Linked DNA regions of Mus musculus: all the other regions are linked to region 1. The links are chromatin contacts, called in public Hi-C and HiChIP or PLAC-seq maps. All regions are on one chromosome and are shown on one strand. The core of a region is the stretch at or near the end of the contact, and the rest is flanking DNA. Distances in the headings are between cores, read along the strand shown.

Region 1 (4,140 bases), core at 932-3,431:
AGGCGTCACCTAGGCTGTTTTATCCTCAGGGACAGGAGATGCTAATCCTACTCAATACTGGTCAGGAGAGGACACAAACTTACTTGCTTAGATTCTTGTTTGCCATAAAGAATATCTGTATCTGCATCTCATGATGTCAGCAAAGAATTTTCTGGATGAGTCAAATAAAATCTATAACTATGTAGCTTTAGCACTTCAACTGAAACTGGAAATGGAAAACTCTGCAGATATCTGAAACTGCCCTGCTAAGATCCCCTCTCCAAGCTGGGGCTCAAAAGAGCTTGGAAATCAGCTTGTTTCTTGCTGGTCCAGATAGTAGCCAATTTTTTTAATTGATTGATTATGTTACCTGAAGGTCAATGTAGCCATCGTCTGTGCTGGCAAGCCTTGAATATTTGACTTTACTGCTGGGGAGTCCAGTTGCCAGGTTGGTACGAGACGGCATCATAACAGAGTAACACAGCTAGTCTGAAAGGGAAAGACTTGTTGTCTGCAGCAGTCCCAGTACAGCCCAGGAAAGGATGTCAGATACTGTTCCGAGCTGCTGTGCCACATGCTACCCATGGTAGCTTAGGCGTTTCACTGCTTACGGTGACCCGACACTTCTTGTACACACTAAGCATGCTTCCTTTATGGATCTAGGTTGACTTCACAGAAAGACACCAAAGGCACTTCACCAAGAATCAGGCTCTGTTCAATCTGCTACCGATGTTTCTGGCCTAATTTTCTAAAGTCCAATGTTCACATTTTCAACCCCTCCCTTACAGTACTGCCTACCCCTTAACTTTCCTCAGGAGCATAAATTCACATAACTTTTTTGTCTGCCATGAAAGGAGGAGGAGGAGGATAAGGAATGACACACACATCAGCATCGTGTCTACTTCTAGGTGTGGTACGGTTCTATGTACAAATTCTTATCCATGTGGGAAACGCCCTGGCTATCCATACCACACTAGACATCCACGGCCACCTGCCTCTCTGCTCCCATCCCAAGCATGAAACAAGTGAGTTTACATTCCACATCATGTAGCTCCTGAAAAAACGGATCTAAAAATCCGTTTTACTCAAACTATTCAAAGCAGACAGACATAATAAAAATCATAACTACTGAATTATTTGAGAGTAGGTAAAATTTAAAAGCAATGACGTTTAAATCTTAAAAGTTTGAAATTTAAGCTCAGTACTTCAGTAGGTTACTCTAATCCCAACTACTTGGGAAGAAAGGTGTGGATATACGAAGTTGGAGGCCAGTCTGGGCAACATAGGAAGACCAGACACTCTCCCCTACCATAAATGAAATGTGTGGATTCTTTATAAAGTCATACAATTATGTAAACAAAACAGACTATTTTATTTGCAATGGCATTTGAATTCTAAACGCAAAAAGTCCATCTTTAAGAAGAAAACTAAGTGGCCTTCACTGGTGTGATGTTTTGCACATAATCTCCACAATGGCATGTGATATTTTTTCGATCTTAATGAGCTGCCAGACACTGGTATTACAGTCGACCTTAAGTAACTAGCATGCAAAAAACTGGTGTCAAGTGTTTCTGCGTTTTGGTTAATTACATCCTAGTTCAGAAGTACTAAAAAGGAGCAACGGGAATCCATTTACATTTCTAAACCTTAGGTACTAGGTTTTTGATGTTGCCATCCCATAACATGTTTAATTCCTCATATCTAAAAGTTGAAGCTACCAATAAGCAGGATTTTCGAAGCATTAAACCATGCCTGATTTGTATTACAAGTTATAAAGTTATGTACTTTCCACTTATAAACTCGCACCAAAACAAAAACGTTGCAGCACGACAACGAAATGGGAAGATTTGTTTTTCTTAGCAAGGGATTCTAGAGTGGCGTTATCACATAGTAAATGACAACTTAAAAAACTATCAGCCCAAGTTTCTGCTACACTTTTTACCGGCCCCACCACGATTTCTGCCCACCCTCCCGGGCCCACAAGGACCTAAGCGTGGCGCTGTGGACAACCTCTCGTCGCCCTCCGCCGCCGCCAACGTGAACTAACTGTCTCCGGGAAGCAGCCTCGGTGGCAGGGCCAGGTCTCGCGGCTGGCTTCCGGGAGCGCGCGCCCGCCCCCTACCCGCGCTGCGCTCCCCGTTCTCCGTTAGGCGCGCTCGCAAGGCTCGCTCAACAGCCAAGCGGAAGGGGCGGTCTTAAGGACAGCCCAGCGGAAGTGACGTGGCGGATAGAGGCGCACCGGAAGTGCTGTCACCAGGAAATCGTGTCATCGAATCTTGCTTCCAGGGCACATGGCTGGAGGGCTTCATTGCTGTCTTGTTTTATGTTTGGTAGCGTTTCTTTACGTAGCGCAGGCTGTCCTGGAACTCAGGATGCTGATTAGGCTGGCCTCGAACATAAGGTTTGCCTGGGACAAATGGCGAATGCCACCATGCTCAACCGGGTAGCGGCTTGCTTTTGCCCTGGTGACCAGGACCTGCTACCTCCATAGGGTGGGCGGGCGCGTACTTAGGGTCTCACCCACCAGGATCGAGTTCACAGCAAAACTGTTGAGGTTCCAGTCCTGACCCCATGGCCACATCGGTGCACAGCAGAGTCCTGGGTATCCAGAGGGGTGGACAAGGGATACCCACCAGGAATCTTGCCCTGTCCTAAACACCCCTATGCTGACACTGGTCACCACTCACTAATTAGCGTTCTCACAGCCCCAAAATCTTGTTATTACTACCTGATTATTAAACACTACCCAGGTAAGTGTCCTACCTACCAGACACAGCTGAGTTCTAACATTCATCCTCATGAAAGTGACGTCTTGATAAAGCATTCCCACCACTCCAGAGTTCTCTGAGAGCAGTATTTGCAGGCTACTTCCTTCTGCACTTAATTGGCTCAAAGTATTGAACAGTTGTAGCTACTAGGCATGAGCTCTAACCAACAACCTCCCAGAACAAAGCTGTATTGTCTACATACTGTCAAACATGAAATACAAAGGAAAAATATCTTGGGGTCCACAGATAGAGCTTAGTATTTAAAGGCCTTCAAATGTGGCCTCCCGGAACAGAGCAAACAGGCTCTATACTAGCCATGGTTTGAGATCCTGCTGAAATATAGCAAGAACTGAAAATGGTTCCCCACACCAAACCAGGTTAACACACGCATGCTCACTCATACCTGCAAAAGACACACACACATAAAAACTGAGAGGGGAGGTAGGATAATTTGTCACCAAGCTTGAAGAACTTCATTCAACCCCTGGAAGCCAGGGTGCTGGGGTATACCAATTCCTATAAAATTGTCCTGACCCCCACATGAGCCTCACACATACACAATAAATATACTCAAATATTCTTTAGTTTTATGTAGCATATCATGATCAAAACCACAGGGCCTTTTTAACCCTTCTTGGATCAAGTAGCCACGAAGTTTGGGCCTTTGCTTCACTCAAGATGGACTGTATGTAGTCCTGGTTGGCCTAGGGAGAGATTTATCCACCCCACCCCCTGCACTGCCATTAAAGTTGTATTTTAAAAGAGCTACATCCCAAACAAGGCTACCAGAAAACTTTGCACAACGTAATTACATAAACTCAAGAGAAACATTTTTTTATTGCTATCTCCACGATGGAAGAGAGAACAAAAGCCCATTTACCTAACAGGGTATAACTATTCAGTAGCCATGGTACAAAGGCGGCACTGCTCTATGACTTTTCAAATTGTTAACTTTATTTAAATTGAACAATATTTCTTAAAACTGCATTTAGCGTCAAGATCATTGATGAAAATCACCAGTATTTGTAAAGCAGAAACATTCATGTTAACAAAACTAGTTTTTACTTTGGAGCTTATTCTTTAAGCAAATTATGGAGAATGGAGAGAAAAGAAAGTAGGTTATTTACAGAAGATATCTACATATTTTATTTTAATATTTAAGAATACTCAGGTACAAACTTGGTGACAGAAAAGACCTCAGGACACGCTGGCATCTCAGGAGCAATCTTCAAAGGTTTAGTTTTCTCAATTTCTAGCAATGCCTAAGATGCTTCCTCATCTTCAATCTTGGGAGCCAAATAATACTTTAAGTGTCCCATGTCAGCAATTTTATACTCTACAACTGAAAGACAGGAAAAATTAAACCACCGAATACTATAAATACCACATTACA
Region 2 (3,956 bases), core at 1,080-3,579, 200 kb before region 1:
ACAAACACTGACTGAGCTGTTGAAACAGCAAATGGAACCAAAGCATTCGGTCTGTTCTCGTTACTATACTTTAAGAACAACAATTCTTTGGCCACCCAGAATAGAGGTCAAAATGCCCAGGTTTTGTTTGTTTGTTTGTTTTTGGGTTTTTTGTTTTTTTGTTTTTGTTTTTGGTTTTTTGGTTTTTCGAGACAGGGTTTCTCTGTATAGCCTTGGCTGTCCTGGAACTCACTCTATAGATCAGGCTGGCCTCGAACTCAGAAATCTGCCTGTCTCTGCCTACCAAGTGCTGGGATTAAAGACGTGCACCACCACTGCCTGACTAAAATGCCCAGTTTTAAAAATTGAGCCTTGTTAAATACTTTAGCCCAGCAGCACTCAGAGAACAGTGAGATGCTCTTGTTCCTCCAGGGTTCCCATAATGCCTTGGAGCAAGGCAACAATACTCAAAAGTGAAGCTGGCTAAAGAGATGAAGAAGCGGGCCAGAGCCCACAGTGAGCACTGCTGTACCCCTGTTAAGGCAACTATTAGATTTGTGGTTCAAAGAATAAAACATGGATTTTACAAACCATTGTACCGACAAACTAAAATGCCAACGATGAACTTGGCATAAGCAGGGAGTGAAAGGTCCATGCAGAATAAATGGCCCAGCTCCGAGAGCTGGCAGTTGGTTTGAAGTAATGGGAGAGACTGCTAGAGAGCTTCAGCAGGGACAGCAGCATTGTCTCAGGGCTTCAGTAGAGCTGTGTTGGATGAAAAACAAACACTAACTATGGTGTGCTAAACTGCCTTGGACGGAGATTCGTCTCGTGTGTAGCTCTCACGCTGTCCTCACAGAGAAATAAAACAATCAAATGAATAATAGCAGCAGCCAAACACAAGTAAGTGATGGAGAAAAAAGAGGAAGTCAGCTTGTTTGGTCATCACAGATGGAGGAGTGAAACACAGCTGTGGGATTCGGGAATCCTGAGAACGTGGCCAGAGACCTTCCGTCTAAGGTCATCTCAGAAGGGAGCCTTTCGACAATAAGATCCTCGAATTTAGACCAGTGAGGGGTCTCATCAGTAGTAAGAGACCTTGCAGCATGGAGCTGTCTTGATGCATGTCTGAGCTGCATGATGGAGCATCCTCAGCCATGGTAGAACCAGGTAGCTTCTAAAGCTTCAGGAAGCACTAAAGGAATAGGCATACTTACCCCTGAGAAAAGCCTAAACGCGGGAAACCTGGGGACCCCATGTGTGCCCTACAGTCAGGGTGAGAGGAACATAGACGATACCTGGGCCATTCTGGGGATCGCGTGGAAAGTGGGATATCTTGGTAGGGACTGTGGGGGAAGGAGGCTGAACCTACAGCAAGCATGCCATCCACTCAGACCAGAAGCCCCTTCTCATCCCGATGGCTAAGATATGACATAGTCCCATCACCACCATTAGGGTGTGGCCAACAGAGGCATTGCAGAACTAACCTAAACAGCCAGGTTTGCCTGAATTCTATCATCACGGTTTTTGTTACCAGCTGCACAGAGTTTCAAAGAAGAGAATAAATTATGATTTTTAAGTGTTGTTTGTAGCACACCAGAATATTTAACATGGAAATTCAATGTAAGTGTGTTGACGCTTTCCTGATTTGAATCTGTGGACAGCAGGTGTATCAGCTTTCACCTGGGCATCGTGATGAACTCAGAACCAGAGCTGGGAAGGAAGACCAGGCGTTCAAGACCAGCCTCAGCTCTGTAGTAAGTTTAAAGCCAGCCTAACTACATGGAACACTCTTATAAACAAACAAGAAACAAAAAACTCAGAACGAGCCTCCAGCATTTGTTGAACTACTGTAAGATGAACAAGTATTCCTCAGGTTGAAGATGGCGCCCATCTCCACCATTTTCAGTGCCAGGCACTACGTGGAAGTGTCCAGAAAGAAAGAACAATAAGCTGTATAAGGGGCAACCTTATGGAACTGCTCACATCTGGTTCCAGGCTTAAGAGGTGGCAGGAGCTCCTAAGATGGGGAGAAACATTCTGGACTGAGGCAAAGAGTAGCAAGTTCAAAAGGCATGAAGCCCCAGCTCAGTGGGAAAGCAGCGTGTGGTGCTGTGTGCCTGGAGCAGTGTGGAAATGAGAGGTGTTTTATGTTCCACTTATACGGCCAAGAGTCAGAACCCAAAGATGAAATGAGCTGCCTGTGTCCCATGGCGTTTCAGCAACACCAAGTATCTTTCCCTGTGTGTGAAGGAGTTCAGACTGAGGGCTGGCCAGGGAACATACACCACCTCCCTCTCACGTGGGGTTATAGAGAGGAGCCAGCTGCTGGGAGTTGCTTCCAAGGCATGCTTCCTGGGCCAAGAAACCTCAGGAAGACGCCAAACAGGGGCGGGCAGGACTGCACAACCAGCAGGAGAGAGTCCATGGGCTCTTTCCAGCCGACCCTGAGACGCTGAGCCTCTGCCAGAGCTGGCCCGGTCTCTGCAGTCGCAAAGCCAGCTCTCAGGGTTTCAGCACTGTGAGACCTTGACTGCTTTCCTCCCTGTCCCGGCCCTCCACCCTCCTCGGTACACGTGGAGATGAACTATCAGCATGTTCTTTCTCTCCCACGTTCAACCTAATCACTTCGCTATGGAGACTTTCCCAAGCTTTCCCACTGTGCCCTGATTGAGAACAGGCCTGAACTGTCCAGCCCTTCTAACAAGCTTAACCAATTCCTCTCCAGATCCTAGTTTCCAGGGAAGCCGGCTTCTGAAGCAGCTAAGTGAGTCTCCACAGAGAATGTATGTCCGGTCTGTGTGCTATGTTCTAAAGGAATGATAAGGTTGCACCCAGAAACACAGGGAGAAGGTCAGCTCAGAGGAGAAGGACAGAGGGGTGGGAGGAAGTCAGGTCACCTTTGTATCATGGGCCATGGTGAAGAGGTTGGGATTGCCTTCCTAACGAATGGGATGCCCTTTGAATTTACTATGAGCATAGACTACATAGTCTTGAGGTAGCAGTAGGTGTGGTCACACCCTTTGTGCATGTACAAGTTCTCTCTGGGTTAACAGACACCTGTGTGGGCACACATGCATTTGTGCACACATGGGTGTGCTTCTCATTGACTCTCTAATTATTATTTTGACGTAGGGTCTCTCTCCGAACCTGCAGCTCACTGATTCAGCTGGCCCGGCTGGTTGACCATCAGTCAGGTCCAGCCCTGGGATTACAGGTGTGTGCTGCCCTGCCCAGCTGTCCATATGGGTAACTGGCGATCTGAACTCGGGTCCTTATACTTGTGTAGCACACACTTTATCGACTAAGCCATAGCCCCAACCCCTTGGTAACGTCTTTAAGACCGGCAGGGAATTGAGGAAGAACTCTATGAAAGGAAGGCTATTTTCTCTGTGTGAAGTAGAAAGCCCAGGGCAGCTAGAGTTACACAGTTAGGAAAGGTGGACCCAAAGCAAGGAAAGTAAGGACAAGCCCGAACCCAAAGAGTCACATCAGGAAACACTGGCACCCGTGTCTTCTTTTCACATGCCAGGGAGTGGCTGGTGGGAGATGGCAGAGCCCAGATCGGGGAAAGAAGGGTGAGCTGCAGTCTGGTCACACACCAGTGATGCCATTCAGCTGCCCATCTTCCAAACATAACTGCAGCTGCTGCCATCTGAAGCTTCTTTCTAGAGCACACTCCCATTTCTCTCATGGCTAACCTGGACCTGAGTCCGTGTAGGGAAGGGAAATCTGGGAAATGCGTAGCTTAGACTGGGAGATGCAGTAGGAGCTCCCACAGAGTAGGATGCCAGAGTTGAGGCACAGTCTTTGATTCTGGTTGTTTTTCCCAAGACAAAGGCTCTTAGATAAACCTCCCAGCGCTTCTGGGGAAGGGCAGCATAGGGCATTTGCTTCTTTCCTTTCACTCACTCTTTTACATGACAAGTGTATTCATTGCCTTCTTTTTTTCATGCTCCGATCTCCACACTTAAATT
Region 3 (4,088 bases), core at 1,443-3,942, 240 kb before region 1:
CATCTCAGAAACTGGCCCTGGCTTCTTCGGCTCAGGAGTGATGATGCTCTCAGGGTTGCCATCAGGAGAAGGGACCACAAAAGCTCACCTGAACTACGCGACCTGGGTTTGCTGTGGTAACTGGGAATATTTTCTGAAAGCCCCAAAGAGCCATGGAGTCAGCTCAGAAAAACACATCCAAGATCAACAGGGGATTCAGTCTGAAGGGAGAGTCGAGTTTCTCAGGAAGGACCAGAATGAGAAGAGGGGAGGGGCTCCCTAAGGCATACATTCTTAGAATAATGGCTTTAAGGAAAGAAAAGTAAAATTGACAAACTGGAAGAATTTTCCCTCATAACTGTCTAAGCCTCAGTCTGTGCCCTTCCGAGAAATGCAGGCACTGGGTCCAGGTGGCACCCCATCGCCACTGTCCAACGCGGAAACTGGTCTGAGCATCTCAAACACACTCCTGCGGGCAACATTTAAGTTTGGCTGGCATTTGGGACATGCTTCTGAAAGCCCTTAAAATATTTACAGGCTTCAGGGACCAGGTTGTCACTGGAGAACGCAGAAAAACCTGGAGTGCAGACGGAAGGACCCCTAGGCATCACAGGAAAATGGGATCTTTAAAATCATCTCACTTGGAGAACAGAATGTAACAATCTAGAGGTCAAAGCTGGGCACGGACAGGATCTGGCCCACCGGAACTGTGAATGTGCTGAGAGCAAGCCCAAGAGCCCTGACCAGGCTTCCCCGTGCCCAGTGGGCAGGGCAACAACTTCCCTCCTTAGTCCCAAGGTTGGTTCCAGGATTTGGCTCTTCTGTGGATATTTCTCAACTTAGGACACTGATCCACTTGGCCGTGGAATGTAACAACATTCCAGGCAGCCAGCAGGGAAGGAGGGCTCAGTTCCCCTTTAAACTTGAAAGCACGTCATTGTGGTTTTGGCTGAGTGGCCAGCACACTCCACCCAGGCTCTGGCCCGAATGCCGCCCACCTCAGCAAGTTTCGAGGGGAACAAGGCTAGTTAGTCACTTGATCTCAAGACTGAAGTCCCAGAGAGAACAAGAAGATCGGCCCCGTGCCAGCATCCAGCTTCTCATTCAGTCACAGAAGGTGGGAGAGCAGACATGCTGCTGTTCGCTGACCTTGCAATGAGGTTCAATAGAGGACCTCCTAGACTCCTGCCTCCTGCCATGACCTGTTCCAGGTGTACAGAAGCTCGCTGGCTGACCTCACTCGGCTGGCTCAGACAGAACATTCCTTTCTCTTCTACTAGGTTCCACCAAGAGGGAGAGAGCTTTGATCAGTGAGTTCAAATCCTAGATGTCCCTGGAGCAGGACCATTCAAGTTGGGAGGATGTGTGTGTTGGCACCCTGTCGGAAGCCTCAGGCTTGGCTAGGGCTCCTGGAGGGAGGGCCCTCTGCTGCCCATTACCCTGTACTCCCCATTGCTGACTCAGAACCACCCCTCTTCACTCTGTGCCTGTGGAGTCAGGCAGGTGAGAGGTCCCTTTGTCCCCATCCCAAACCTGTGGCAGATAGCAGTTGGGGTGCTGGGAACTGGACCAGCAGCCCCCAGATACCCTCAAATTCATCTCCCTTCACTCACCCCTGTGCGCCCAGGTTACAGCCGGAGTGCCAGGAGGAGGAGGATGGAGGAGGACGGATGCGTTCGTGGTCATCCTGCATCTGCAGCCGAATGGGCCTGCGCAGCCCCCAGGAGATGTTCAGTAACCCCTCCACAATGAACTCGTCTTCCTCCTGCCATGAAACAACCGAGGGTGCTGAGCCCAGAGTGGATCCATAGGATGCGAGGGAGGGAGGGAGCAGTGAGCAAATCCTAGCTCTGAGGCACGCTCTGCTGGGAAGTTCCAGCTCCTCACAGATGACCTCAAAGGTCAACAGCACAAGGTTCTCAGCAGCATGTGGGAGATCCCCAGCAAGACCCTGTTTCTTTAAAACTGAGACACACGTGGGCAATTCATCAAACCGTTTTTATTGCCTTCATCTTAATGACTTTAAGGAAATCAGAGTACAATAAGAGGTGTGATAGCTCCTATCTATAGTGTCAGGACTCAGGAAGTGGAGGCAGGAGGATTGCCAACAGTTCCAGGCCAGGATGAGCTTCAGAATGAGCACATGACCAAAATCAACAAGGAAGGAAGGAAGGAAGGAAGGAAGGAAGGAAAGGAAAGGAAAGGAAAGGAAAGGAAAGGAAAGGAAAGGAAAGGAAAGGAAAGGAAAGGAAAGGAAAGGAAAGGAAAGGAAAGGAAAGGATAGAGGGAGAGAGGTGAGGGAGGGAGGGAGGAAGGAAAGGAAGGAAAGAAAGGAAGGAGAGAGGAAAACAATTAAGATGGAAGGAAGGAGAGAGAAACAGAGAGAGGGTCAGAACCTCTCTTAAAATAACAGAGACTGGCCTAATTAGAAGCAAGGACAAAACCCTAGAACTGGCTGTTTCCCCTTGCGTTTAGCAATCTGACCTGACTTTGGGTAACAGAGATTCAAAGCTTCCCCCAAGTTTACTTACAGAGCACGTTCCTAGAGCAGAAGTGTTGCCTTAAAAGGTGTCAAGTGTCTGCTAGCTGCAAGCCACAGTCCTCATCTAATTATTTTTTAAAGAAGAACTAACTCCCCCAGTGTTTTTCATAATCTAACACACCACTACACCTCCCAAGAGGCGAATAAATCCTTCAGGAATTCCAAAGTTATACTCAGAGGTTGCTGACTAACAAGAAGTTCAACATAAAACCCTCCCAGATGCAGCCCCTCCAATCCTATTTTGACTGTGAGGTCTCAGAGAGTTGACGACAGGATTGTTCTAGTTTGTTTACAAGATGTTCCCGCAGGCTACATGCTAAAGGTTTGCTCCCCTGCTTGTGGAAACCTTAGGAAGGAGGGCCTAGCTGGAAGAAGTGGGCCACCCGGTCTCTAGTACCTTCCTGTGTGTCTCTACTTCCTACCTACCATGAGGTAAAGAACTCCCACCACCAGCATCTTCTGCCTGGGCACAAAAAGCCAAGTGTCCACAGGCCAAGCCCTCTGACACTGTGAGCTCAAACAAATCCTCTCTCCTTTTAAGTTGTCTGTCAGGCTGTGTGTTCATAGCTGCACAAAGTAAGCCAAAGACAGAAGCAGGACAGCTATGCCAGGTCCTGGTTCTTGCTCACAGCCCAGCCACCAGTTAAGGACCAGGCTCCTCTCCCTTCTGAACCCAAGCTTTCACGGGTGTCAGAGAAGGATCATGAAGATCTTCAGGATGCCTGTTTAATGGTCAACAACTGGCCTGGGCCAAAGGATCCACTCTGTGAAGAGGGTAATACAAAACAAGATGGGAGAGGAATACAACGACGTTAAAGCATTTCGGTGGTCTTAAGGAGAAAGGCTTTATGCAGGCAGGGCTGTTTCTATGGTTTCCAGATGGCCAGGGCTGGCGTTGCTCCTTGATATTGTCCAATTGCAGGATGGAATTTAACCCACAATAGGACTGAGATGGAGGAAGGTCACTGCACCTTATATTCTATTCCCCAAAGGCCTACCTCTCTTTCTATAAACTAAAATTCACTACCTGATCTCTCTTTCTATGAACTAAACCACAAGGGACTGATCCCCTGGAAATGTATTCTAGCTAACCAAGAACACTTGAGCCTAAGTCATTCTAATAAGCTTCTTCATAGTTTACAGAAACAGATATAGGATGAGTGAACTTGGCTTTGAGATGGAGCCTGGGCAATATCTGCTATAGCGATATCTCTAGAACAGAACACCCATCCTTTCTGGATCAAAACTGGAACAGAGAAACCTTCCAAAGAACCTGAAGGACATCATCTATCACCGTCCTAATACTAGGGTCATCTCCCATTGCAGGAGGGATGATTAAGAGTCTGGGCCCTTCCAGGGAGGCCTCCATACCTCCTTTGGGAATGCCTTACCTCTCGGTGTCGGAGTTGCAGGTTTTGACCTTCATAGTACAAGTTGTAGGTCTTCAGATGTAGGAGAAGTTCACTCCTTGGAAGAGAAATACATTGCCAGCTGAAGCCACCACAGAGCAATCATTCCCTCTCTTGTTTACCCTATACCTGGCCTCAGTGGTCCTTTGAGTGTGTAT

Evidence for each region. A called contact is a pair of places that touch in the nucleus more often than the background predicts. HiChIP or PLAC-seq counts read pairs in DNA pulled down with a chosen protein or histone mark.
Region 2: a Hi-C map of B cells shows a contact between it and region 1, with 17 read pairs. The contact joins the enhancer-like site here to the promoter of Tmem230 in region 1. A contact is called at or near these places in 10 of 39 promoter capture datasets (the C10 cell line, the HPC-7 cell line, cranial neural crest and 7 more), 8 of 484 Hi-C or Micro-C datasets (B cells, the C2C12 cell line, CD4 T cells and 5 more), 5 of 115 datasets of contacts at active chromatin or transcription factors (embryonic stem cells, extraembryonic endoderm stem cells, forebrain and 2 more) and 3 of 9 other capture datasets (adipose tissue, liver and macrophages).
Region 3: an H3K4me3 HiChIP or PLAC-seq map of microglia shows a contact between it and region 1, with 7 times the contacts expected there. The contact joins the enhancer-like site here to the promoter of Tmem230 in region 1. A contact is called at or near these places in 7 of 39 promoter capture datasets (the C10 cell line, cranial neural crest, embryonic stem cells and 4 more), 1 of 15 datasets of contacts at CTCF or cohesin (the NIH/3T3 cell line), 16 of 484 Hi-C or Micro-C datasets (B cells, CD8 T cells, the CH12 cell line and 11 more), 22 of 115 datasets of contacts at active chromatin or transcription factors (the 230-238 cell line, the NIH/3T3 cell line, acute myeloid leukemia and 16 more) and 4 of 9 other capture datasets (adipose tissue, liver, macrophages and 1 more).

What each region holds. Positions count from the first base shown.
Region 1 is chr2:132,245,607-132,249,746 of GRCm38.p6, forward strand. Tmem230 (transmembrane protein 230) reads right to left here and starts at 2,182. Exons shown (of 4, transcript NM_027478.3): 1 at 1,967-2,182; 2 at 350-468. The coding sequence starts at 448. It overlaps Pcna (proliferating cell nuclear antigen), which reads right to left. Exons shown (of 6, transcript NM_011045.2): 6 at 3,680-4,089. The coding sequence ends at 4,010.
Region 2 is chr2:132,040,927-132,044,882 of GRCm38.p6, forward strand. No RefSeq gene overlaps it. Among named protein-coding and RNA genes, the nearest start is that of Gm31179, 12 kb to the left of the region's middle. Within about 2 kb of position 2,330, at least 112 of the 459 cell types and tissues checked have an H3K27ac peak or open chromatin away from gene starts, as enhancers often do. A contact at or near this core is called in Sertoli cells, adipose tissue, brown adipocytes and 1 more, where this site is marked.
Region 3 is chr2:132,005,774-132,009,861 of GRCm38.p6, forward strand. Rassf2 (Ras association (RalGDS/AF-6) domain family member 2) reads right to left here. Exons shown (of 11, transcript NM_175445.4): 3 at 3,913-3,988; 4 at 1,593-1,744. Among named protein-coding and RNA genes, the nearest start is that of Rassf2, 22 kb to the right of the region's middle. Within about 2 kb of position 2,693, at least 53 of the 459 cell types and tissues checked have an H3K27ac peak or open chromatin away from gene starts, as enhancers often do. A contact at or near this core is called in B cells, the NIH/3T3 cell line, embryonic fibroblasts and 3 more, where this site is marked.